Linked DNA regions of Mus musculus: regions 1, 2 and 3 are each linked to region 4. A link is a contact called in public ChIA-PET and Hi-C data. All regions are on one chromosome and are shown on one strand. The core of a region is the stretch at or near the end of the contact, and the rest is flanking DNA. Distances in the headings are between cores, read along the strand shown. Region 1 holds the start of Setd7 (SET domain containing (lysine methyltransferase) 7). Region 2 overlaps Gm20750 (predicted gene, 20750). Region 3 overlaps Maml3 (mastermind like transcriptional coactivator 3). Region 4 has its middle 71 kb from the start of Gm38537.

Evidence for each region. A called contact is a pair of places that touch in the nucleus more often than the background predicts. ChIA-PET counts read pairs in DNA pulled down with a chosen protein or histone mark.
Region 1: a contact with region 4 is called in a Hi-C map of B cells, with 11 read pairs. The contact joins the promoter of Setd7 here to the enhancer-like site in region 4. A contact is called at or near these places in 2 of 39 promoter capture datasets (both in liver), 2 of 484 Hi-C or Micro-C datasets (B cells and embryonic stem cells), 2 of 115 datasets of contacts at active chromatin or transcription factors (memory CD8 T cells and pancreatic cancer cells) and 1 of 9 other capture datasets (liver).
Region 2: an RNA polymerase II ChIA-PET map of memory CD8 T cells shows a contact between it and region 4, with 201 read pairs. The contact joins two enhancer-like sites. A contact is called at or near these places in 2 of 15 datasets of contacts at CTCF or cohesin (large pre-B cells and pro-B cells), 4 of 484 Hi-C or Micro-C datasets (CD4 T cells, bone marrow-derived macrophages, embryonic stem cells and 1 more), 4 of 115 datasets of contacts at active chromatin or transcription factors (T-cell acute lymphoblastic leukemia, embryonic stem cells, large pre-B cells and 1 more) and 1 of 9 other capture datasets (embryonic stem cells).
Region 3: a contact with region 4 is called in an RNA polymerase II ChIA-PET map of memory CD8 T cells, with 15 read pairs. The contact joins two enhancer-like sites. A contact is called at or near these places in 2 of 115 datasets of contacts at active chromatin or transcription factors (memory CD8 T cells and pancreatic cancer cells).

The regions. Positions count from the first base shown.
Region 1 is chr3:51,558,013-51,564,556 of GRCm38.p6, forward strand. It overlaps Setd7 (SET domain containing (lysine methyltransferase) 7), which reads right to left and starts at 2,811. Exons shown (of 8, transcript NM_080793.5): 1 at 2,506-2,811. The coding sequence starts at 2,545. 5031434O11Rik (RIKEN cDNA 5031434O11 gene) reads left to right here and starts at 1,973. Exons shown (of 5, transcript NR_160686.1): 1 at 1,973-2,196; 2 at 2,737-2,877; 3 at 5,719-5,877.
Region 2 is chr3:52,920,552-52,927,174 of GRCm38.p6, forward strand. It overlaps Gm20750 (predicted gene, 20750), which reads right to left. Exons shown (of 5, transcript NR_040555.1): 2 at 4,040-4,143. Among named protein-coding and RNA genes, the nearest start is that of Gm20750, 3.8 kb to the right of the region's middle. Within about 2 kb of position 3,555, at least 29 of the 459 cell types and tissues checked have an H3K27ac peak or open chromatin away from gene starts, as enhancers often do. A contact at or near this core is called in pro-B cells, where this site is marked.
Region 3 is chr3:51,742,678-51,749,367 of GRCm38.p6, forward strand. The region is part of intron 2 of Maml3 (mastermind like transcriptional coactivator 3); the gene reads right to left. Among named protein-coding and RNA genes, the nearest start is that of Gm46803, 38 kb to the left of the region's middle. Within about 2 kb of position 1,739, at least 103 of the 459 cell types and tissues checked have an H3K27ac peak or open chromatin away from gene starts, as enhancers often do. A contact at or near this core is called in memory CD8 T cells, where this site is marked.
Region 4 is chr3:52,393,171-52,399,970 of GRCm38.p6, forward strand. No RefSeq gene overlaps it. Among named protein-coding and RNA genes, the nearest start is that of Gm38537, 71 kb to the right of the region's middle. Within about 2 kb of position 3,366, at least 70 of the 459 cell types and tissues checked have an H3K27ac peak or open chromatin away from gene starts, as enhancers often do. A contact at or near this core is called in B cells, memory CD8 T cells and pro-B cells, where this site is marked.

The DNA of each region.
Region 1 (6,544 bases), core at 1,561-4,060, 840 kb before region 4:
GTAATGGCAGCACATCATATCAAAGCCAGCCTGGGCCACAGAGATCGTGTTTCACAGATCCACAAAAACAAAAATCTGCAAAAAAGCAAAACAAGGAAGTTCCTCTACTTGTTTACTCTTAGGTAAAACTGAGTGACTGCCCAAGACAAGCCAGCGTTTAAGCCAGCTGTCATAGCATAATTATTAATGGTGCCTTTCTTGCTCTAATGAGCTGATTTATAGTAGTGCTATATCTGTCCATCCTATATAAAAGCCCCCCCCCTCACCACCCCTACAGTTAAGGTAAAGAAACTGCAGTGTTTTGAATCTACTGGACTAACATGAAACCTGAAAATATACTTTAAACATTTCTTATCATTTTGAGACAGGGTCTTATAGTTCAGGCTGGGTTTGGACTTGCTATGCAGCCGAGGGTGACCTTGACCTCCTGATGCTCCTGCCTCCGCCTCCACCTGCAGGTGTGTATGCCACGGGCCTGGTTTTTGTTCACATGCCAGTGCTAGGATCATAAACAACAGAGCACATTTTCTAAACATCAGCCCTGGAGAAGGTGGCTTGGGCTGGGGGCACTATCTGTGCTTAAGGGTTTGTTTTTAAAAATTGCAAGTAAAAGAACAGGAGGAGGGGCTGGAGAGATGGCTGAGTGGTTAAGAGCCCCGGCTGCTCTTCCATAAAACCTGGGAAGAATTCCCAGTACCCACATGGAAGCTCACAACTGTCTGTAACATCAGTTCCAGGGAATATGACATCCTCACGCTGACATACATGCAAACAGAAACACCACTGCGCATGACATTAAAGAATAAAAAAATCACCATCATCAACAACAACACAAACAAACCTAAAAAATACTGTTTAGGGCAAAAAAACCCCAGGAAGAATGAGAGCGACAGTGGCACTTTGTTAAGAACACTTTTTCTGTCATAGCAGAAATTTACAAGAAGTCAATAACTTTGGAAGTTAAAGAAGGCTTCCTATGATTGGCTCAAACAATGCTAGCTGGGCCTCATTAATCCCAACACTGGGTTTATTTAGAGAAATGTAAGCTCTGTGGATCCGCATTTTAGTCTCTCCAAAAGTTACAAGCAAAACTATGTACTTAAAAGTTGTTAAAAAAAAAACAAACAAACAAAACAAAAACTAAAATGAAGAAATACATTTTACAAAGTAAATTAGAATGGATGCCTTTCCGGAAATTCAAAAAATTATTCTGCTTCATCTCACCCTAAGCCTTCAGCAGTCTGCAAAAGTTGTATTTATGGACACACCAAAGAGATTTCTCCCCACGTAGCACTAACAAGTACATATCCATATGCATTTGTTAAGCACAGCCACTTTTTCTTTATCGTTTGTCAGACCTGTTTATACAAATGAGATCAAAACCAGATTCAACCACCGACTTAAAATTAGTCAGTTGCTGTGTTTAACAAATTCTGGAACAACACTACGCAATCTTGCAAAAACATCACGGGAACACTATCTGGGATAGAATAAGATAAATAATAAATACGCTTAAGAGTGTTTTCCAGTGTTCGTTGTTACAAAATCATAACCTCTCAAGCCACAAACAACGAGATTGTATAACGTCGCCACGGACGTTTTATAAGTAGGGGGGCAAAAAAGAAAAAAAAAAAAAAAAAAGAGGCGGAGAAACTCAGCAAAACACGGTGGCGACGGGAGTCGGGGGAGGGGTGCGCAAGAGGGGGCGGAGAAACCTGACACCCAGGCGGTGATATCACCGGCAGCCGACAGCTCGGAATTCAGAAAGTTAAGTGTCACCCAGCAATTTGGGTCCCGGCTGGAGCGTCCGCACGGCGCGCCTGCACCTCGCTGGGAAGCCGGGAGGGGGAAGGGCGGGTGGCTGAGTTCGCCCAGGGGCAGGGTAGCCTGGTGGGGAGCGGCGTGCTCTACCTAGCCATGATTTCATCTTTTTTTTTTTTTTTTTTTTTTTTTTTTTTTTTACCCCGGAGGAGCGGCCAGGGCCGCCATGTGCCTGGTGTGCGGCCGGGTGCGTTGCGATGGGAGACCCACCTAGACCCGGCCCTGGTGGCCATGGGACGCAGCGACTCAGTCAGGAAAAGGGCAGGCGGTCGGAGAGGGGAAGTCGAGGTGGCTGAAACAACGCTGCCCCGCGGAGATCGCGGGCCTCAAGGGACTGCCCTCCCATCCTCCATCCCCGCAAGGACTAAGGCCAAGGTGCTAGGCAGCGTCGCAACTCCCAGGGAGGATGCTGCCGAGGCCAGGCGGGATGCAGGGGCCCAGCTTTCCCAGGGCGGCGGACCCCGCGGGGCCCCATTCCCCGCCCCTGCCCCGCCGCGCCCCGCACGCTCCCGGCGGCGTGGCGTAGGCAGTGCAGCCCCCGCCTGAGCCGAGCGACCCGCCATCCGCTTAGGGACCGCGGCGGCCTTCGGCTCGGCCCGGCGCGCGTCGCAGACCGCCACTCTTTTGGCGCTTTCCGCCCCAGGCGCCTGTCCCCACCCCAGAGTCCTGGAGAAAAGCTTGTACCTTCCACGGCTTCCTCCACCACCTCATCGTCGCTATCCATGGCGGCTGAGACCCTACCCAGCCCGGGGCCGTGCGGCCGGCTCCCGTCCCTCTGGGTGCTCCTGGTGGCTGAGCGAGCGCTGGAGCTAAGCCCTGCGAGTTTGGAGGAGGGGGAGGAGGGGGAGGAAGAGGAGGAGCAGTCGGGGCGGCTCGCGCTGCCTCCCCCTACAGTCCTTTCAATTCCTCCGCCAGCCGCGGCAGCCGCAGCCGCCGCCCCCTCTCCTCTCGTCCCCGGTCCCGGAGGCTCTGGGGTGCTGCCGCCACTGCAACTTTCTCCTGTGATACCCCCTCTTTGTTATGGAGCAGCTGATCCGCTGACATCACCCGGCGCCGGTGCGCTCCCTCCCTCGTTGATTGACAGTTCCCTGTCCTTTCCCAGAAGTGAGGATCCTTAGAACCCAAGGTGCTCCGGAGCTGCGCCGCCTCTTAAGACCAGGCAGTGGGCAGACCAGGCGGCGTTTACCTTTTGGCTTGGTTCACTGTTCGCCAGCCACGCGGTCCAGGTCGCCGCCGGCTGTTCGCTAGCGCCGGGGGCCTCGAGGGTACCCGCCTGGGGTGGGTGAGGGGCTCAGAGCACCTGATACCCCACGATGTGCCACCAGGGACTTGGAAGTGCGTCATGCTGGGTGTTCCTACCACTATCTCACTCCTGGACAGCTGGAGCGCACTCGGAACTAAGGAAGCCTTTGGTTCCTGAGCTTCTACTTCCTCTTGCCCTCGAGCCCCACTTCACTCGGCTCGCTACTGCCCAGAGTTGCAAAGTGCGGCGGGCCCAGGAGCGCAGGTGCCCCGTCCCCCTTCCACTGCCCAGCGCTGCCTCCACAAGCCAGTTCCCTCGACTCCAGGGGGCGTCCTGCGTCCTGGATTCCTCCCGACTGAACGTCCTACCCAGGAGTCCCCAGTCTCCATCTTCTTTCGCATCTCCAGGCCCCTAGAGAGATCCAGGAATTCAGCAAACCCAAATGGCAGCAGGCTGGTAATCAGGCCGCACCCGAGCTTTGGCCGATTCCTTCTCCTTGTCTTGAAGATGGAGCCACCAAGCGGAGAGCCGGAGCCAGGACCCTGTGTCTAGCGCTCCTCCTTCTCTCGCCTCCGGTCCTGTATTTGTGATGTCCCTAGATGTTTCTTTAGTTTCTCCAAGTGCCAACCACTTCACAGACTCAGGCATCTTTGAGGGAAGAAAACTCCCTTCCCAGCCCAGCCACTTAAAGAGTGTCATTATGTCCTCTTACAGGTGGCAGCAAAGGATCTCTTTAAATAGCGGGTTAAATGCATGCGCATGTACCCAATGTACTGTGGAATTACCCGGTGCTGGTCTGGCCTTCTGCCAAGAACAGTCATCGTGGCGGGTGGGAAGGATGGGGCAGGAACCAAAGAAAGTTGTTCCTTTTCGTTTTCTGAACAATAAATGAGGCAGGATTTCAAGTCACTTCCAAAGCCTGAGAGAGTCCCCCCCCTCCTTAATTTCTTAAATGCCTTTTTTTTTTCATTTTCTTTTTCTTTTTTATTTAAGGCAGGATCTCCTGTAGCCCGGTCTCTCACCTCTAACTCACTGTATACAGGAAGACGATTTTGAGCTAATCATCCCGCCTCTATCTTCACAGCCCCGTAATTACAAACCTTGGCAGCATGCTGAATTTATAGTACTGGAGATACAATCCAGACTTTTCCATGCTAGAAAAGCAAGCTCTCCACCAAATGAGCTGCACCCCCACTGGCTGATATATGTCAGCCAGAAAAAAAAAAAAAGTAAAAGAAACAGGGCATGGTGGTATTAATCGCTGCACTAGGGAGGCAGAGGCAGGTAGATCTCCGAGTTCAAGGCCAGCCTGTTTGGTGTATAGAGTGAGTTCCTGGTCAGCCAGGGCTACATAGAGAAATACTGTCTCAAAGGGAAAACCACTTAAGAGAAAAATTATGGAGACACTAACCCCAAATACCATCAGAAATGTTAGCTCCATTCTGACTGCGTTCGAAAGAGGAAGGTTGTGGATGTGGAGTTAGAAGGCTTAGGGTCCAGTCTCCTTCACCTGCAAAGTGCACCAGGGTGGCCACTCTGGCAGTATGGGTTCCTCTTCTGGGCATTAGATACTCAGGCCATATGGGGAGGGACTTCTGTGGTTTAGGCTGGTTTACTCTTTGACCCTTTAGCCTAGGCTACACCACTGTACACACTGGCTCAGGCTACGCTGTCCTGAAATCTTCCATACCCCTCTGAAGTCTGTCTTGGGATTGATCTCCTTAAGGGTCTTCCAGGACAGGTACCAGGGACCTTTGTTAGGCTCCACAGAAATCTACACCTGCAGGGAAATATGAAAGGATACCTTCAGATTATAATTTAATCTTTTTTAAAAAACGATTTGATTTGATTTATGTGTGTGTGTACACTCATGCATGTGTATACGGCTGCATGCTGTGTGTGTGTGTGTGTGTGTGTGTGTGTGTGTATACCAAAGGAGGCCAGAGTGCATTGGAACCCTGGAGTTGGAGCTACAGGCAGTGGTAAGCCCTTGAATGTGGGTGCTGGGAACCAAATGTGGGTCTTCTGAGACATCTGCAGCCCACATAACATCACTTGAAAACATGAATACAGAAACAGGATTGTACTGAGTGTGTGTGTGCACATGTCTGTGAGTGTGTGCTAGACAGAGTCTCTCACTTGCCTAGAACTCATGGAGTAGGGTAGGCCTCAGATACCCACCTGTTTCTGTCTTCCCGGTGGTTAGGTTGCAATCATACACCTCCACACTTGTCTTTTGTTGCTGTGTTGTTTTGAAACCATGGACTCGGGAGTTGACGAATCTCCCCGGTCCTTATTCAGAGTTTCTGAAAAGGCATTTACCGTGCTTCATCCCTTCTGGCTTTGAGCTGTATGAGCTCTCCCCTTACCTTTAATTCTTATGTATCCCTGCTTTCCTTACGCATGATGCTGGTGCTCACATGACGAAGAATAGCAGATGCTCATCTCCTTCAGTTACTAGACAATAAAAACGATGAAAACCGAAGGAAGAAGCAAAAATAAATTTATTTCTTTACTGAAAGAAGGTAATGTCAGGGCAGGAAACGCCCCCTCAGGACACAGACCCAGGCTCACGGTGGGAGGGTACACGTGTGTGCTGAGGGAGGGGAAGGGCCTGCCACAAGTGTCTTACCTCTCTCTGTCTTTGGGTTCAGAGGAGAATGTCCTCTTGGAGGAGTGCGGTTAGCCCCGGTGTTAGGAGCAGCCTACCTGTGTCAAGAGCCTTTCCATGTGCTGCTTTGAGAGTGTTTGGAACCGGCGCCCATTCCCTGCCTCTACAGAAATGGATCTCGAATGTGCCTAGAAGGATCTGGGTGAGGAACCAGGGCCCTTCTGGTATTGTTGCACGGCCAGGAAGGAACTCGCCAGCTCTTTCCATCAGGAAGGCAGCCGTTAGGACGGTCCATCTCGGTGCTTGACTTCCTCTTGTGACTCTAGACCACAAGTTTAGGGAAAATGTTAGCTGGATCCCCTAAAACAGTGGTTCTCAACTCCCCTCAACTGCGAGCCTTTAATACCCCCTCCCCAACTATAAAATTATTTTTGTTGCAGAAAGGACTTTTCTGTTTCCTGTAAACAGGGCTGAGTTTTGTTTTTTTTTTTTTTTTTTTTTCTCCCAGACTTGATCCTCTTCTGTGATTTGGCCAAATGCTTTGTTTCAGCCCAAGTGCCAATGGCATCTTTTGCACTGTTCCGCTGGCCCCACGTGGGACCCATCACGTTCTTTCCTACCATGCTCTTCTCTGAGAGCTTGTTTTACAAACTCTCCACGTGGCTTCCGACTAATGCGGTTATGAGCTAGAAATCAATAAAGCTCTTGGTCAGAGACAGTATGCAGCAACAACAGCAGCTGGCTGGTCCTAACGCACAGACCCCAGTATAGCGGGGCGCACACGCGATAGCACAGTGGAGCCCTGGTTGAGACTCCCTTGCACGATATATAGTGTGCTGCTTGTGGGGTTTTACTTGTAACTTTATTTT
Region 2 (6,623 bases), core at 2,305-4,804, 530 kb after region 4:
GGGTTGCAGACCCCTTCAATTCCTTGGGTACTTTCTCTAGCTCCTCCATTGGGGGCCCTGTGTTCCATCCAATAGCTGACTGTGAGCATCCACTTCTGTGTTTGCCAGGCACTGGCATAGCCTCACAAGAAACAGCTATATCAGGATCCTTTCAGCAAAATCTTGCTGGTTTGTGCAATAGTATCTGGGTTTGGTGGCTGATTATGGGATGGATCCCCGGGTATGGCAGTCTCTGGATGGTCCATCCTTTTGTCTCAGCTCCAAACTTTGTCTCTGTAACTCCTTCCATGGGTGTTTTGTTCCCAGTTCTAAGAAGGGGCGAAGTGTCCACACTTTGGTCTTCGTTCTTCTTGAGTTTCATGTGTTTTGCAAATTGTATCTTTGGTATTCGAAGTTTCTGGGCTAATATCCACTTATCAGTGAGTAGATATCATATGAGTCCTTTTGTGATTGGGTTACCTCACTCAGGATGATATCCTCCAGATCCATCCATTTGCCTAGGAATTTCATACATTCATTGTTTTTAATAGCTGTGTAGTACTCCATTGACTAATATCCAATATATATAAAGAACTCAAAAAGGTGGACTCCAGAAAATCAAATAACCCCATTAAAAATGGGGCACAGAGCTAAACAAAGAATTCTCACCTGAGGAATACCGAATGGCTGAGAAGCACCTGAAAAAATGTTCAACATCCTTAATCATCAGGGAAATGCAAATCAAAACAACCCTGAGATTCCACCTCACACCAGTCAGAATGGCTAAGATCAAAAATTCAGGTGACAGCAGATGCTGGCGAGGATGTGGAGAAAGAGGAACACTCCTCCATTGTTGGTGGGACTGCAAGCTTGTACAACCACTCTGGAAATCAGTCTGGCGGTTTCTCAGAAAATTGGACATAGTACTACCGGAGGATCCAGCAATACCTCTCCTGGGCATATATCCAGAAGATGTCCCAACCGGTAAGAAGGACACATGCTCCAGTATGTTCATAGCAGCCTTATTTATAATAGCCAGAAGCTGGAAAGAACCCAGATGTCCCTCACTATCTCTTAGCCTTGATCTCCATCAGATCCTTTCCTAAGTAATGCAGCTGGGGTCTGGGGCTCTAAGAGTGGAGTTAACTCATTCCAAAGTGTAAGAATTCGAGACAAGTTCCACTAGCCAGAAGGCAGTCAATTAACTTTCTCACTGAAACTGTTCTTAAATTATGAGTCTCCTCGCTGACACAATCACACCCTCCTAATAGAAACATGAGATTAAGTGTTTTAGACCTAATATCCTAACTGGAAGTAAAGATATATTCTAAGTTAAGGCTTGGGGGCTTAAAACTGGAAAGAAGAATATGAGAGGTCTTTCTGTCATCGTTGCTTACAGTAGTAATATTAAGAGATAGCACTGGACGCTAAGTCTATGGAGAGTCCTGATCAAGTGTTTTAGGTGTATCAACTGATTAAATTCCTAAGCAAATCTATCTACAATGTAAACATTGGTCTAACAGTGGAGCAATGAAGAAGAGAAGATAAAAACCCATTGCCTAAAGTGAAGCTTTTAATGCCTACCTGTCCATTGTTTGGGGGGATGCTCTAAACAGACTCTTAATCACAAATCCTCAAATACTAATGTTTTAATTTTAAAACGCTTGTATTACAGTCCCATCTTGTAACTGACTTGGGGGTCCCTTTCCCTCAATGATCTAACGCTGCGTTTGTGATGTTTCAACTTGAGTAAGTGTTCAAATAAAAATGCCTCTCATTGTAACAACCTCAATAAAAGGTATTTGCATTTCTGAACATTAAGTATTCCTGGAATTGTTAGCTAAAACAAACGCTCCCCCCCCACACACTAAATTACTTTGTCAGCATATTTTGTCTCACAGAAATGAAGCACTCAAGAGAGTGCTTCCATAGCCAATAGCCCCAAAACATGTGATGGTTTGATGTACAAGCTCTGAACTCAGGAAACGGGAGTCGATTCGAGTTCAGACTTTTCACTAGCTGGTTGCTCCTGGGAAAATTGCTTAATCTCTCCAATCCTCAACTTTCTCGTCAGTAGAATGTGAATGGCAATATCCAAGAAATGGGATTGGTGTAATAAATCAACAGAGGCAAAGCCAAGTGTACGCGTGAGACTCTGACCTATTAACTGTTGTTACGGTAACAGCTCACTTTATACCTCTGTCCTTTGGGCAACCAATACATACAAAGCCCGGTAGTGCTCCTTGTTGTCATGTATAACAACCTGTTAAAGGGCAAGTCTGAGTGGGAGTTTCTGAGAACATTGCCTGTGCGTGTGTCTTTAAAACAATTCTCAACTTTAACCTGGTCTACCTTATTTCAGCTATGAAGCTCAGAAGCAGATCTATGCTAGATGCACATAATCTGACTTTCGGCCCCGTTCTAGATTTAAAAAAATGAGTCACAGACTATAATTCTTAAGAGGCAAATCGTTACCAGTATAACTTGGTATCCTATTAGGGAGAATAAAATTCTTCAATCAGATCTTGAGTTACTATGTTTCAAACAAACTCTTCCTGGCAGAGTCCTAGCAAAATCAATAAATAATAAAGAAAGAAAGTAACTCTGGGGCTGGAGAGATGGCTCAGCACTTGAGAGCACTGACTGCTCTTCTAGAGGTCCTGAGTTCAATTCCCAGCAACCACATGGTGGCTCACAAACATCTGCAATGGGGTCTGATGTCCTCTTCTTGTGTGTTTGAAGAGAGCAATGGTGTACTCATATACATAAAATAAATAAAAATTTAAAAAATCTTAAAAAAAAAAAGTAACTATGCACTCACAGTGTACGTGTTGTCCTAGTTAGTTTTACCATTGCTGGGATGAAACTCACCAAAAACAACTTGGGGGATCAAGGGGTTTATTTGGCCCATAGTTATCCCATCGTCAAGGGAAACCAGGGAGGGAACTCAAGAAAGGAACCCGGGAGAGGAAGCGAGGCAGCATGGAGGAGCTCTGCATGGTGGCTTGCGTCCCGTGTGTTTTATACTGCACGGGACAACCCACAGTGGTCTAGACCCTCCTACATTAATGAGAAATCACAAACCACACCCGCTCAGACAGTCCATAGGCCAATCTGATGGGGGCAATTCCGTGTTGAGGTTCCCTCTTCCCAGGTGGGTCATGCTTGCAACCACCTGCCAGATGCATGCTGACGCATCCTAGAGTAGCATCTTAAAGGCTACCCACGCTAGGAAACAAGGCAGCAAAGGTGAAATAACTAGGAAATTTATTCATGGGTGATGTCATCTCAATTTTGAGATCACACTTTTATCTTATTTTAATTCACCGTTCTAAAGCCCATGGCCACTAGGACATTTGTTAAAAACTGAAAGACCACTAATACTCAAGAGTCTAAAACTGCATCAATATGTATTTATAGCTTTTAGTTTCTCTTTCTGTTTGGGTGATATATGCAGTATATAATCTTATTGAAGTAATAAGTAGATATTATTTCCGTCTTCAACAGCGAAGTTCCCCATTTTGTCTTCTGTTCTTTAGCATTAGTTTCTGTTCCCTCTCAGAATAAAGAAAGTCTTTCTTTCACAGCTTCCAATGCTTACAAGAGACCTGGGGCTGCTGGGTTCTACAAGTAGCCACATCTGGGGAGCCAGAGCTCTCATTCCCAGTTCCCATTGATTCTGTGATTTAACAAAAACATCATGGGGCCAGCAAGATGACTCAGCTGGTAAAGCCACCTGCATCCAAGCCTGACAATTCAGGATCAACCCTCAGGACCTACAGGTTCCTGAAAGTTGTAGTCTCCAAAAGCACCCTGGTGCATACAGCACCACCCCCTACACACACACACACACCACTGCTGCCCATGAATAATATTGCAGAGAGAGAGAGAGAGAGAGAGAGAGAGAGAGAGAGAGAGAGAGAGAGAGAGAGAAATTGTGTCAGAATTAGAAGAATCAGACCGGTGAAACCCATCCCCCCATCTTCCACCACATATTAAAGAACTAGAAACTTTGTATGTAGGAAATCTTTTTGGAGTGTAACCGTGGTTGATTAATTACCTTTGTCGTGAATCTCTTTTCTGAGCATTCGCTCTGTAACCTGGGATACTCTTCACATTTGCATCTGAAACAGGCCAGTAGTCGGACATCTTATCCATTTGTTTCTAGTGAAAGAAGGGTACAATAATTGCAACCACAGAAAACAACCATGAAGCCACAAAATGAATTCAACAAGGCCTTGAATTCTGCAGTAAGGAGGAAAAACAGCAAGGGAGTCTACAGCAGGGCCCTAACTATTTATATAAACCATTCAACTCTTTTAACAGGATTAGAGACCAGAGACAATACAACAAATCTGCTGGGTTTGATTGACAGGACTCTCTGGGTGCCTATTAGGCAGTTTCCTGAGACTTGAAGTATTTCAGGTTTAAAATTTTGTAGCAAAACAACGTTTCTAAGTTTCCATGATGGGAAGATGACTTTTAATGGGAGGGAAAAAAAAGTCTCAAAGCTGGAGAGCCTATTTGTATACCCAGTTTGAGAAAAACCAAAACACGGTAACTTTCCAGAAGAAAATTGAAAACAGAGTTTGTACCTCCTCTGTGTGCTTTAGTAACCGCGGCCTGGTGTGGGAGTCTGGGTATTATTCAGCATGTCCACACTTAGTGTCTGTGCCTTGGGACTTTAGCTACTACCTGATTTTCAGTTATACTGTTTCTTCTTGAGTCATTCCTTGGCCATGGAGTCCTTTTATGAAGTCACAATAAATACAAATTTGCCTAGTAGTCTTTACAAATTGTTAAAACAACAGGACTTGGACAGATGCTCAGCCATTTGCTGATCCGGGATAGGTTTCCAGCATCCACATAGCAGCTCCGAAGCATCTGAGCTGTCTAGTCCCAGGGCACCGGCTCCCTCTTCTGGTCTTTCTGGGTACTGCACACAGACATATAGACAAACATACATATAAAATAAAAATAAATAATAAAAGTTGTAACTATTGTAAGAATGGGATTTACAGATATAATGGATCTGTCTTCTGTGGTCAACACTATCACTGGGATATTTTGGAAATTTTAATATATGTCAGAAGGAAAATGAAAAGAAAGTGGTAGAAAGCAGGAAAAATGGGAAGAAAGCTGAATTGGGGGACTTGGGGGAAGGAAGTCTGAAAAAAGAAAAGTAAAAAAGAGTGACTAGGGGAGTGAAGAAGCAGGAGGGAGGAGAAGGGGAAGGAAGAGTGGACCGGAGGGACCGAAGTGGAACCTTTTACCCTTTCCAGAGACGGAGACTTTGATCATCTGAAGACAGCTACAGTGTATAATAGATAAATAAATCTGAAAGAAAGCAAGGAAGGAAGGAAGGAAGGAAGGAAGGAAGGGAGAGAGGGGGAGGGTGGGGGGAGGGAGGGAGGGAGAGAGAGAGAGAGAGAGAGAGAGAGAGAGAGAGAGAGAGAGAGAAACTACTTTCTATTACGATTGTAATCGCACTCATCTACAGGGGTCTGTTCCACAGCTGAGTGCATATTGTTTTGTAAGCAAACTTTAAACATTTACCCACTCATATGTTTTTGGGATTTGGATTCTTATCCCCATAGCATGGGATAGATGAAGCCAAGGCTTTACTGCCTCTCTATCTGCCCTGAGGTCACACACAGACTGGAGCTGCCTTCATACCTCCAACATGATTAAAAGTGAGTTGTAACCACTGACCACTAGTGCTAGAGAGCTGGCTCAGCAGTTAAGAGCACTGACTGCTCTACCAGAGGTCCTGAGTTCAATTACTAGCAACCACATGGTGGCTCACAACCATCTGTAATGGGATCCGATACCCTCTTCTGGTGTGTCTGAAGACAGCAACAGTGTACCCACATACATGAAATAAATAAATAAATCTAAAACCAAACAAACAAACAAACAAAACGCTGACTGCTAAAAACAAGAAAATGGTGTAATTGACATTACTGGTGTTTTGCAAATTCCTTCCAGAACTCCAGTGAAGGTTTTCGTATTGTGATCTATATCTAGGCTTATGGAAAATGTGAAAAAAATTGAGAGGCCTTGAAAAATCTATTTTCTTTAAAAGGAAGTCCCTAATTTCTAAGTGTCAGTCCCCACAGAACTTGGACCCACCCTCAAAGGATCATCTGTGGAGGCTGAGAGCCAGCTTCATGTGAGCAGCGAAGAACAAAGCAACAAAACAAGACTGGCAGTGGTCCCTGGGGGCCCGGAGGATGGCAGGCGTGGCTGAGAAGCTAGAGGATGTCTTACAGAGTCTTCCAACCCCTGACTGTGGGGCATTTTTCAGGTTTTCTTTTCTTTTCTTTCTGCTCTGGGGGCAGCTGCTTAAAATATGGGTATTGGCTACTTGATTCTACATCTTGTCTTCCATATTAAAAACTAGATCTGTCCACAGAATCACACGCCTGCGAGACGTTTTCAAGTGTACTTTTTCCTTTTCCGTGAGCAGTGTCTGTGTTTGAGGCTCAACTATAAAACGTCACGTAACAAAAGCCCCTAATCCGTAAGACTGTCTCAGATAGCAGGCATTATGTAAATGAAACATAATAATATAATCCCAGATACCAATGCACAGTGAATGTTGGGATGGATAATGGAGAAAGCTGAATGCTTTCATTGACTCG
Region 3 (6,690 bases), core at 489-2,988, 650 kb before region 4:
CTTGCTGTGAGATTTGTCTCCCAGTGATGTCAGAAGCATCTGCTGAACAAGCATGACACCGATGGACATGCCCAAACAGGATGGAGAAAAGCCCACGAGGCCTCACTCCTACCCACAGAACTACACAGGCAAACGAGGGAAGCTGGGCGTGGGAGAGGTGGCCTTCTCAAAGGAAGAGCAGACCAGCCACAGTGGCAAATGGTCAGCGCTGAAAATATACACACAGGCAGCGTTATACAGACCAAACGTGTTATATTTAGAGAATATATATATATCCATATATGCATGCATTAGCGATTAGTGAAAAAGGGGACATGGATTTGAAGCAGAGAGGGGAGGCTTATGGGTGGGTCTAGAGGGAGGAAAGGGAAGGGAGAAATACTGTAATTAAATTATAACCCCAACCTCATTACCCCAAAAAGGAAGAAACTTGAGTCTTGGCCAACAGCTTAGTCTTCCAAAGCTCCAGTTTTGTAGAGATCTGACACATTAGAGGCTCAACTCAATTTCACATTGCTATACATGACAGGCAGGTTCCTTGGCCTCACGAAACCTTCTTTTCCTCACATTAGAGAGGAAAAGATGAAATAGCACAGACTGTGTATCATGCTGTAGACATAGCTATGTAACGCGCACAGGACACCTGGCTACCCGCCTGTGGTGATCTCCATGGGGAATGCTCTCCGTTAGCTTATGCATGTGAATCCTTGGTCCCCGCTGGCCGCACCATTGGGATTTTGCTGCAGGAAGCATGTCACGGGAGTGGCCGCCAGACTGCTCCAGTTTGTTCACCCCGCTTTCTGCTTGCCATACGATGTGTTTGCATATGCGATCTCGGCTTCCTCATCCGGTTGCCATGCACGCTGCTGGCTGCCATGCTCCCCGCCATGCTAGACCCTCATCCCTCTGCCAGAAGTTGCTTTTGGCTGTGGTGTTTTGTCACAGCAACAACAATGTGACTAATACACAGCTGCAGGACAAACAAACAAAACAAAACAAAAAAGGCCTCCAAGTGTATTACCTACCCATCAGGATAAACTGCGGCTCCCATTGTCCTTCTTCATAAAGGACCCAAGAGGCTAGGCTGCGTCTCACTCTTCCTGAAGCTGGGACACCTTTCCTTGTCTTACACCCTGCCCTCCCCGGGACATTTAAAAGGCCCTTGTAGTTCTAGTTTCTTAGAAAGGCTGTGAGCAGTCCTGATTTTGGCGGTAGAGAGCCTACTTTGAATCAAGATAGGAATAGACATTCTGCATGCAACAGTTTACCAAGGCCCCAGTCAGTCAGCCAAGACCTTTCCAGCATGGCCAGAGTCTTCTGAGTCATTCTGGACCCTAATTTCTGTACAGAGCTCAAGGGCAGTCTTTGAGGGTTCTATAAACATTGATGCTTTCCTGACATATAGACTTCTTAGAATGGTCTTACTAGAGCTGCCAACGAAATCGAAAACAATGTTTGTACATTCAGAAATTTCATTAAAAAATTAATTTGTGATCTTTGCTCTTAAAACCCTAGTTAGTGGTCACAATGTTAGCTGTTGTTTTTAAATCTCTCTTTTACATTTAAGATTGTTTCTAAAAAAAAGCAATAAACTTATTTTAAATCTAGGAATACAAGGTAATATTTATTGCCTGTTGAAAGAAATAAATTGTGGACTCTGTCCATGCCATGGGATTTGCTGGCATTACATGTGACTGTTGGTGATGATGACAGCCTGGAACATGGAAGAGGTTCTTTATAAATCAATAACCAGAGTGGGGGGAGGAGGGGGCTGGCACTTTGGTGATTTCATTTCTAGCCACAGCTGGCCAGATTGCTTATTGGAAAATAAAAGTCATGGTAAATTGAGCTTGACGGTAACCAGGCTTGACTGTGTAGACCCAGTTCTCCACTTGCAGCAGTTAGAGTGTGTGGAGGCGGGGAGGTGACAGGAAAAGGAAGCCTGTCTGTCACAGATCCATCTTCCTTATCTTGGAGGGCACAAGTCATCTGCTGTTTGTGTGAGTGCTGCTTTCTGCCAGCTCCTGGGCTCTGTACATTCTTAGCGTCTCTGCATCGCCTCAAGTGCAGCCATTTTGCCTATCCTGTTTCTCAAGAGGGAACAAAAATCCGAGCCCCGCTGTCCACTAAGTTAATCATTTAATCTTAAAAACCCAAGGGCTGGAGAGAAGTCTCAGTGGCTAAAAACATATAATGCTTGGTTGGGGGACCTGCAGTTGGTTCGCAGCACCCATGCCTAGTGACCCCCAAATGTCCTACAGCTCTGGCTCCAGGGGAGCTAGCTAACACTTCTGGCCTCCCCAGACACCTATGGGATGCCCATACCCACCCCCATGTATACATATAATTGAAATTTTCTCTTTGGTCTTAAAAAAAAAAAAAGCTGCTACTGCAGCCACTTTCCAAGTGTTCTTAGCTATATGCGGCTAATGACTTCTGTGTTGGGCTATATGACAACACATCAGTCCTCACTTCCCAGAATGTTCTAACAGACAACTGCAATTCAGAAAACCAAACTGGTACCAAGAAGCCCTTCTTTGTCCCCTGATTCTGAGGTCACGATAACCTTTGTGGTAAAAGTGCTAACTGACTCTGCTAGAATGTGGCCAGTCTCTAGCATCCGGTATCTTCCTAGACCGCAGGGAAACACAAATATTGCCACCCGGGCTGTGGTGCAAACACCCTGAAACCCGAGACAAAGTGTCCACCTTGTATTTCCCTTTAGAAACATTGAGCCATGTGTGTCTTCAACCCAGCAACAAGAGACCAGAGGGTGTTTACCTTGTATGAGCCCCTCCCACTGCTACGCGCAGTTGTAACAAACTTGTTTTTTATCATCTGTATGTGACTACGCAGGTGTTTTGAGGACCAAGAACTACAGAGGCTGTGATAACCTTCCCCTGCTCAGGATAGCCATCAAAGTCTTTGCTTTACCCTTTTAGGATGCTCAGTCTTCCAAACTGTCATTCCAGCCAATGAACTGGCTGGAGTCCCAAGTGCATCGCTCTCTGGATGCTGCTTGTGACAGGTACTACGAATTCCTGTTTTTTTTTTTTTGTTTTTTTTGTTTTTTCTTTTTTTCACTTTTGGGACAAGGTCTTGCTATGTAGCCCAGCCTAGTGTCAACTTGTGATCCTCCTGCCTCATCTTCTTTTTTTAAAAAATTTTTATTAGGTATTTTCCTCATTTACATTTCCAATGCTATCCCAAAAGTCCCCCATACCCACCCCCCACTCCCCTATCCACCCACTCCCACTTTTTGGCCCTGGCGTTCCCCTGTACTGGGGCATATAAAGTTTGCAAGTCTCTCTTTCCAGTGATGTATTAAAAAAGTGATGTATTAAAAGATGGCCGACTAGGCCATCTTTTAATACATATGCAGCTAGAATCAAGAGCTCTGGGGTACTGGTTAGTTCATATTGTTGTTCCACCTACAGGGTTGCAGTTCCCTTTAGTTCCTTGGGTGCTTTCTCTAGTTCCTCCATTGGGGGCCCTGTGATCCATCCAATAGCTGACTGTGAGCATCCACTTCTGTGTTTGCTAGGCCCCAGGATAGTCTCACAAGAGACAGCTATATCTGGGTCCTTTCAGCAAAATCTTGCTAGTGTATGCAATGGTGTCAGCGTTTGGAAGCTGATTATGGGATGGATCCCTGGATATGGCAGTCTCTACATGGTCCATCCTTTCATCTCAGCTCCAAACTTTGTCTCTGTAACTCCTTCCAAGGGTGTTTTGTTCCCACTTCTAAGAAGGCTGCCTCATCTTCTAAAGGGATTAAAGATATGCACCTCCAATCTAGTTTTTAAATTCTTCATTTACTTAACGACCCTCAAGATGTTACACCTCAATAGTAAAAACAAATTATGAGGGGCAGTTGCCGAGGCAACCCCAGAAACATTCTGTGACGTGTAACAATGTAACCACCTTTTCCTATTTGGGCTGGGATCGCAGTTTCGAGAGGCACAGCCTGGTTGCTGATCTTTTAGCGGAAGCACATGAGCAGGAGAGTCTATCTGCTGACCAACAGACACAAAACAGGGGAGCCGTACATTTTGAAAGGCAGGGTCATACTGTTACATTTGGTAAACTTCATACAGTTTAATTTTGGCGAGCCTCAAAATCCCGGTGCTGTGGCTGGACTGGTTTTACGGCAGGCGCTTCCTTTCAATGGTCCCAGAGCGATTTTCTGCACATCATCTGCACTGCACACCCATCATGGCTCTTTTTCTCTCCACTGGCCCCATTTGTTCTCCTGCATTAGGCAGGATTAATTATTGCCCTAATTTCCTAGGTAGGCAAATGGGGGACGAAGCAGCGAGACTCCGGCTTCACACAGTGCATTGAAGTGTGGCTTTACTTTCAGGCCACTGACCACAAACTAAGCCTACTTCCCGGCTGGAACATGGGACACAGGGCACTTGTTTTGACACCAGCTATTCCATTCACGGTGACACTGCCTCTAGATGAAAACTGGGCAAAATCTCTTGACACCTTCAAGACAAGGTGACTGACCAGAATGAAGAGTATACTGTAGGACAGAAATCACTTGGTGACATTTTCTACTGTGTAGGAGGCTCCCTGTCTCTTTTAATGGGCTGAGAATATGATCGCCAGCTTGGTACATGTTATCTGTTGAATGTGGAATATACTCCACAGGCTCTTGCATTTGAGCCTTAGCCTCCGGTGATTGTCCTTGTTTCAGAGGGACATAGGCCTAGCTGACAATGGACATAGGCTACCAGGAAGCCATGGACTTAGGGATTACAGCTTGGCCCAGCTTCTTCTTCTCCTCTCTGATTCTTGATATTCCGAGATGTGAAACAAGTCATGCCACAAGTTCCCGCCACCACAGGCCACGCATTTCTAGCTGCTGTGTCTTCCCTACCCTGGGACTGCAATTCACAATGACCCTCTTCTCCTTTAGGCCGCTTCTGTTAGGTTATTTTGTCATATTGATGACAAAAGTAATCAATACAGTCAACAAAGCTGAAACAGGCTGGTGGATGAGAGGGAAGAGGCCACGGAGAACTTCCTCATAGAGCAAGAACACCGGGGAAATGCGTTGAGAAGTGGAAGGGAAACAGAAAATGGTGAATTAAGGTCAGATCACTGTTTTTAACCCTCAAACCTACAGGGCTGTCATTTGGATGAATGTCCTCTAATGGTCTGTGTGTTTTGGGGGATTGATCCACAAGGTGATGGAGACTTTAGTACTTGAGGGATACTGGGAGACCCTGAGGTTATTGGGGATTTGGGAACTTAACAGGCTCATTAAGTATGTAGTTGATTCTGCCTTGTGCACTCACTGTGGTGATATGCTGTCCTTCCTGGAGCCACCCACAGTGGGAATGCAAGGCTCAGGATATAGCCTAGTGGCAGACTGTTTGTCTCCCATGTGCAAGGCCCTGGGTTTGAGTCCAAAGACCGCATAGAATGAGGAAGGAAAAAAGGGGGGACAGAAATAATGAAGGAAGGGGAAGAAAGGAAAGCTAAACAGAAAGAAGGCCAGCTAGTCAGTTACCAGATCTTGGCTTAGACAGAAATCTCTAGAACTGTGAGGAAAAGCAAACCTTTTCTCTTTATAAGTTGAATGCATCAGGTATTTTGTCATAGTAATGCGAAGCTGACTAACACAATTAGTCAACTCAGTTTCAAAAGACATTTTCTGGAATAATCCCACGAATTTTTTTTTCTTTTTAACCAACTAGACATAATGACAACTTCAGTTCATGAGGACAAAGAAATAGATGCATTAGGTCTTAATTGTCTGTTGGATAGGCTTCTTTAGAGGGTTCTGCCAAATGAACAGGGCTCTTAGACCAACATACACCCACTAAACGTAGGTGGCCTTCCTGCTAGCTTGTTTGGCTGGCCTGTAATGAAAGGTCAAGCTGGCCAGGGAGCAGCTGTAGGGGGGCTGGCAAGAGTCAGTGTGCCTGGAACCCATGGAGAAACTGTATCCAGCTTCTCTGCAGGCAGATTGCTCTGCTGCAGAGCCTGTGGCTTTTGGCACCTGGGTTCCATTTGTCCCCCCCTCCTTCTTTCGGAAGAGGATTTGACGCCACCAAGGAAGGACCTTATAATGTTATTTACTGCTATTTCCTACGCCCCAAATTTGGCTTTAGGCTGCCTATTTTCAGTATTTGGGAACCTCAAGACGGGAGCAAGGCATGAAACCTGCAGCGAATATGAAGCCTTCCCCAGGGCTTGGCATTTAGCTGCAGCTCCAGCAGGCATTTAGAATTAAAAAAAAAAAAAAAAAAAAAAAAGGTTCATGCAGGCTTTCCAAGTACAGGGCCTTAAAGGCAACATGGCTCCGAAATCCCCTTTGTGCTGTGGAGCTGTGGGAAGGGACAATGAGTGACACGCTGCCCGGTGTCCCCATGTAAATGCTACCTCGAGGATACAGTTTTTACCAGGCAGATGGCTCATTTCTGGTCTGTAGCCTCATTTTTCCAGTGTTCCTCATGTACTTGTGAAGTTCTGCCCCTGGAGTCAGGTCCTAATTGGTGTCAAACGCTCAGAGACAAAAGTGAGGTTTGCGCATCATTCATGCGAAGGCTGTAACTGCAGTGACGGGCGGGCCCTGGCTCCAGCCACGCCTGTGGCCAGCAGGACCTGCTGTTGCAGACCTGCTCAAAACTACTGAATGCCAGGCTAAATACCTCTCTGTCATCACTGCCCATCTCC
Region 4 (6,800 bases), core at 2,116-4,615:
AATTTTGCTACCGTTGTGAATCATAATGTAAATATTTATGTTTCCTGATGATCTTAGGTGACCCCTGTGAAGGGGTCAGGACACACAAGTTGTGAACCTCTGCTGGTCTAGCGTCTCCTCCCCACTCAGTAGCTATCAGAAAAAGTTTTTCTAGGGAGGGGAGACCCGGGCAGCTGGTGGCGTTCATTCCAGCTGGAAACCTCTTCCTCTCTCGGACCGGAAGCACAGTACAGCAGGCCCTGGAAAGACTGTCCTCAGGCCAGCTGCTGTTTAATCCTTTGTTTTTCTTTGCTTTCCCACATTGGGCTGAGTCAGGATGGCATTTTCACGGCGGCCACCCACCTCCTCAGTGAAATCTTGCCTAGATCTGAGCACACGTTCTTCTCCCCGACAAAGTTGTCCTAGAACCGGAGACCGACCGGCAACTGACAAACTGGAAGAGTAACCTCTGGATTTATGCCCAGAACTTCTGGACTTTGGCATTGGTGAGCCCCTTAGAATATGAATGACACTTACGTCAAGGGGCTAGGAGCAGAAAGGGGCCAGGGGGCTGGGGGTCCAGCTTTTGAAGACTCCTCATTACTGTCAAGCCCTGAGATCTCTTTACTATACTCCATTCAGGGTCGACAGGTTCAGTTTTGGACTCCTCCCCTCTGGCTCTGAGCTTGTATTTCTCACAGCAAAAGCCCTGTCCTTCCTAAGTAGCTGTACCATCTCCATGGGGAAAGGAAGATTCTCCATCTTAGATAGCCAAGCTGTTATCCATGGGAAAGAGGTGCTGGTTTGTGTCTCCCTTGCGCAGAGGGGCCCCTTTCTCTGAACCTACCTTCCCCAAGGGCCTTAACATGACAGCCATGCTTCTTCCAGGGCAACCCTGGCCATATGAGAGCCAGATCTTCTGGGGAACTCTCTAGTCCAGTGATCCTCAACCTGAGGGTTGCAACCCCTATAGGGGTCTCATATCAGATATCCCGCATATTATCAGATATCCCACATATTAGATATCTACATCATAATTCATAACAGCAGCAAAATTACAGTTATGAAGCATAAACAAAATACGTGTATTGTCGGGGGTGGGGCACTGCAACTATATTAAAAGGTCTCAGCATTAGGAAGGTTGAGAACCACTAGTCTGGTCCTTTAGTTATGGGGGCTGCTCTTTTGGACTACAAGCTTCCCGGAACTCCTACCAGTTTTCTAGTTGGGTGAACTTGGGCTAAGTTCTCTGATGGCTTAGCATCTAGCTTCTCCATCCATTAAAAAGGGGACAGTGCTAATATCTACCTTAGGGGGAACAAACAAGTTGGACAGTTAAAGCACGGAGGACAGAGCCGGATTAGTCACTACTGGTGTTATGAGATATAGTGTCCACGCAGAGGGCAAACACTTAAACATGCAGCATGAAGCGACGGGTTCATGGCCCTTGAGCCCTGCAAGGTATGAGCTGGGGCAGGGCTCACTTCCCGTGCGGTCTCTCTCCTTTTGGTGGGTCAGTGAATGAGTGTCAAACAGTCTGACGTCTCTTCTCCATCCATGGGAAAGTGAGTGCATCTGTGTGTGCACTCCTGGGGCCAGATTCGTCCCTGTCACCTGCCATCCTTCCAGCCCTCTTTCCAGATACCGCTGGGCTAATGATTCCAAAAGCACAAACTGAGATCCAACCTCTCTGCTTATGACGCTCGCTCACCACTTGACGTTTATTCGTTTGCGAAACCCTAGGGACCCAGGTGGCCATCACTGGGCCCATCTTAACAGATGAGAGAATAGAGACTTAGACCATTCTGTATCTCTTCTGGAATTAAATCATTGCTATAAGCAGGGATCCAGTATAGGCCTACCCCATGCCCTCTGAGTTGTTGTCCCTGATCCTTAGGAAATTGGCTTAGCTTTACCTGTGCTCCTCTGATTAAAACTCCTCACTGCCCCATGTGTACTGTGACCTGGCCTTATCATCATGCCCTTGCCTCTGGGGCTGGATCTTGGCAATTCCTGCTGCCCCTATCTACAATGCCAAACTGCCTAACTATTATTAAATTTTTAAATCAGTTCAATTCTTAGTTGCCCTGGGAACTTGTCTTCCCCTTTCCCTTTCCAAGCACGGAGGGCTAGTTAGGAGCCTCTCCCTGTCTTAGGTAGGGTTACTATTGCTGTGATGAAACACCGTGACCAAAAACAAGTCGGGAAGAAAATGGCTTATTAGGTGTCTGCTCCATTGAAGGAAGTCAAGGCAAAAACTCAAATAGGGCATGAAGCTGATGCAGAAGCCATGGTAGGCTGCTGCCGACCGGCTTGCTCCCCATGGCTTGCTCAGCCTGCTTTCTTATGGAACCCAGGGCCACCAGCCCAGGGATGGTACCACCTGCAATAGGCTGGGCCCTCCCCATTCAATCACTAATTAAGAAAATGCTCTATGGACTTGCCCACAGCCTGATCTTATGGAGGTATTTTCTTAGTTGAGGTTCCCTCCTCTCCTCAGTTGACTATAGTTTATGTCAAGTTGACATAAATCTAGCCAGCGCACTCCCTGTGCCTTTTTAGCCTACCCCAGCCATTCCCATGGGTCCCTGTGTGGTCTCTGCGGAAGAGCACGCGCCACGAACAATGTCGAAGATATTGAGCGTTACAGAACATGTGAGTTCTGTTCTGCTTTCATGCTCATAAATCCCATCTTTCCCAGCACAGATCCAGCAACTTCCAGGGAAGCTAGGCTACCGAAGAGAGCTCTAGGGGGAAGGCAAGGTAAGAGTCTTCCCAGCTGTGGGGAAGATGCCTGGTTTCACTGAACGTTCCACAAAGGTCTTCGGATTCAGCCTGAGGACGGTGTAAGTCCACACTTCAACACCAGGGAGCTGGATGGATGCTGGGCCACGCTCTGGGATCCCTGTGCCAGCTGCTCATCTGGGAGGCAGCTGGAGCAAGCAATCTGCGCAAGGACCCATGGAACTAAAGGGCAGACAGAGCACAGGATTGGAAACGGCGGCTCATGGTTTGGGGCAGGTCTGGAGCCCATTTGACAGCCCTCAGAAGGCTCACTGGGGGCCGGCTGGCCTTAAAGTCCCTTGAGCTCCTGTCAGGAGTATCTGGGCTGCTGCATGCACCTGCGTCGCTGCTGAGACAGGAAGTGATATTTTCAGAGCCTTTAGCCACCACTCCTCCCAAACCTCAAGACCCTTTTTGATGATGCTTTAAATGTCATGTGTATGGCTGAGAAGAGAAGAAACCCAGGTGTGAGCCTGTGTTACTGACAGGACAAGAGTCACTTGGTAATATCACAGGAAGTCACGCTGTCAAAATAATAGAGAAGGTGGTGTCTAGCTGGGGGGCCACGCCTTATAATAACTGTACTTAGTACAGAGACGCTTCCGCTGCTTCTCCAGCTCTGTGGTTCCCTCTGAGGTAGAGCCCAAGGCTGGGGGCAGGGTAGGACCCTGGGGCCTACTCGTCAGACATGCTTGCTGTTGGCACAAAGCACAGAACTGAGCTGAAAGGCTCCTTGTCTGGGAGTAGCTGCCTAGGCCGCAGCCGGTTACACCTGACACAAAACCTACTTTTACGTTGTTCTTGCCTAAACGATTTGTCTTCGTGGAGGGTCATCTCCACACAACAGCAACATCTGGGAGCTTGAACCTTGGCCACATCCTGCCTGTTCCCCCCGCCCCCCGGCAAACATACCCTTCTTTTACATTATTATTATTTTTAAGACAGGGTCTCACATGTTCCAGGCTAGCCTTGAACTTGCTATCAAGGATGCAAGGATTGCTATCAAGTCAAGGATGGTCTTGAACTTGACCTTCCTGCCTCCATCTCCAAGGTGCTAGGATTACAGGTATGAACCACCACACAGTCCATGCAGTGGGGGATTGAACTCCATGCATTAGGTAGAGCTGAGCTCCTGAGCTGGGCACTCGGCCTATCCTGTCTTCTATCCACAGGTGCTCACAGTCTGCTCTCCAGGACATGGATCTGGTCCAGTACCAGGGACAGGAAAGAGTCCTACAGACGCTAGCTGGGAGGATAAGTAGAAGCTGAGCCGTTGCTGGGCTCTGTTTCTCTACGAATTTGTATGGGGAGCCTGTGGAGGGGCTCCCAGCTTGTCTGTTTCAGGTCTCAGGCTGGAGAGGGTGTGGGTGGCCGAGGACCTTTGCAAGCGAGGCAACCCAGATACTGCAGCAAGAAACAGCGGGCCCCTCTCAGTTCTTCATGGGAGTTTCTGCCTCTAATTTATGTTTCGGGTCCCACCCTACTTCTCAGCCTCCTGCCTGAAGGCCCACCCACTTGACAGATTGACTGTCACAGTCAGCTGCTTGTTCAGCTGGGGACTGCCAGGCCCAGGTGGCCTTTCACCTTGTCTGGGGGCATAGTTCCTGTTTACCCTAAATTTAAGTCTACAGCGCCAATCCCAGGCAATCCACTGGTCTTATGGCTGCGCATTAAAAAGTATGCATATCACTCCTCCCTGTTATCACCCAAACCTTCAACCTGGCTGACCTCTCTGCCTTCCGTGGCTAAGTCGAGTTTGCTCCCACTCTATGGTCCTTGTCCTACCTTGCAAGACATTTCCTCCAGCTCCTATCCTTCTCAGTTTTGTTTTTTAGGACACCTGCCACCATCCACTATGCTTCTGTTTCCTTATGTGTCTTCTGTCTGCCTTCTCACAACTGAGGACCCCATGGGACCCAAGAGTGTGAGTGTGACCCCTGGTAGGAGCCCAGTCAGTACACTTTCATATTCAAAACACTGTCTTCCCCTCCACTACTTGCCTGAAAATGCACAACAGCCATCCAAAAGCTCTTCGAAAAGTTCAAAGACACCAGAGCTTTGAAGAGAAAAGGTCTTCTTTATTTTCTCTCTTGCCAAGCTGTGGGGCTGGGGCAAGGCCTTTGCTTTGTGCTCCTCTGTAGAGGAAGAGAAGCGAGATTAGTCTCCTCTGGGCCGAAGAGAGCTCCAGCCTTCTCGAAGGACAGGGCTGCTTGCGTGTGACAAGGATCCCCTGCACAGTGGCTGCTCACAGCTCTGTGTGCTTACCTGCCACAGATTTGGTGGCAGATAAATGTACTACCGTGCATTAAACAGCTGCTGTACACAACTAGGCCTGTGGGCTTTCTGATGTCTCATAGCTTCTTCATCCTTGCAGACAGTTGATGGGCGGGAGGCCTCTTAGGTGCTGTTAGTACATGCTCCCTCCCGAGTTTCAGCCCATGCCTATGTTGTTCTTCATGGGATGCTTTAGCAAGCATCAGCCCATTTTGAAATGATTGTGTAGGTCAGACAGGTTGTGGGGGTCAAAGGTTATAGCCAGACAACCTGAGGAGGAGTGCGTGACCCTTACCTGAGAGTGAACTATTAGGCCAAACTCTAAACCCCAAGGGTCGGTGTTCTCCCTGTTGGAGGGGGAAGGCCAGCCCAGGGTGCCTCTGTGTTCATCTTAACATTTTTCCTATAACCACCTCCGCAGCTACACCATTTAGCCTCTGCTCCGGCCATCCACGCCCCTCACCCCTTCCCTCTTCATTTCTCCATATGCTCTGCTCTCCCCCCCCACCCCCCCACTCCCCACCCAGGCTAATCTCACTGACCTTTCTGCTGGCAGCTGGGAATTAACATCAATTAGAGACTATTTACCAAAAGGACTATCTCTAGTTAATTAATGAGAAAGAAGTTAAGTTAAAGTGAGCAGGCTAGACTGATGCCATGACAGGTTTCAAATTGGCAGTTCAGGAGACAAGGCCTAAATCTCTATTTCCAAGAACTGGGCAAGTTCACACCTCAGAAGCTGCCATGCCACCTGGCCTGAGGCAAGGACAATGGGTCAGCAGCCATTTTCAGACCTCCTCAGTTACTTCCACAGCGACAGTTTCCAGCCCCCAAGCCCTGGCAATGGATTGTCCCTAGAGATGCAGCAAGATATAGGTTACATACCCTGAATCCCCTAATGTGCTTTAAATCAGGCCTGCGAGCTCATTTGGTTGTCTCTCTATCTCAGTAATGGGAGGCCCCCAGCATGCTGGACTTCTGCAGAATAAAACACTCTTTGCATTTACATACTATTTGAGTCCGGAGTATCCTTCTCCAGTGAACCATTGACCCTTACAAAAGGACTTTTTGACTTTGACTTTTTGTTACTGGGTAACGTCAACCGTTGTCAGTCTGGAGGTGCTGATGCAAAACAGAGTGAAGCCCTTGTGTTGTTAACATGACATACTCCAGTGTCTGAGGACTCACCTAATGACTGCTGCAACCACCAATCTAGGCAGAGTCCCGTAGGCAGCAACCTGGGTCACTAGCAATTGGTCTTAGCTTTGACAGCATCAGCTGGTTACTTAATTCATTAGCCGCTCTCCAGAACTGAGTTTGTAGCTCAAACTTGTTTCTTCCCCCAAATTCACCAAATTCAACAACACCCTCCTTACTCCCCATGCCAGTTCTGTTTGTTTTTTGTTGTCACAGGTGCATAGTTTTACTTCCGGTGCCCAGCCTGTCTGATCTATAACCTGGGTCACCTTTTCCCTACCCTCATACCACTGGCTCAGACTCCGTGCTTCAGCTTCTTCTCTCACTCAGTCAGGTCTTCTAGAGGATTCCAAACACTGCCTGTCTCTGCAGTGTGGCCTGAGTTAACGTACAGACAGAATTAGGAATGCTCTTCTCTCCCTCAGAATTGTCCTCGTCCTCATTTTCAACATCTTGAAACTGGCTGGGATGCTCGCCCCCCCCCTCCCCCAAGCCTCTCACCCTATAATCTAGCCATGGGTTTGTTCTTATTACTGTCGGTTTGGGCTTCTGTTTTCCCCTCTACC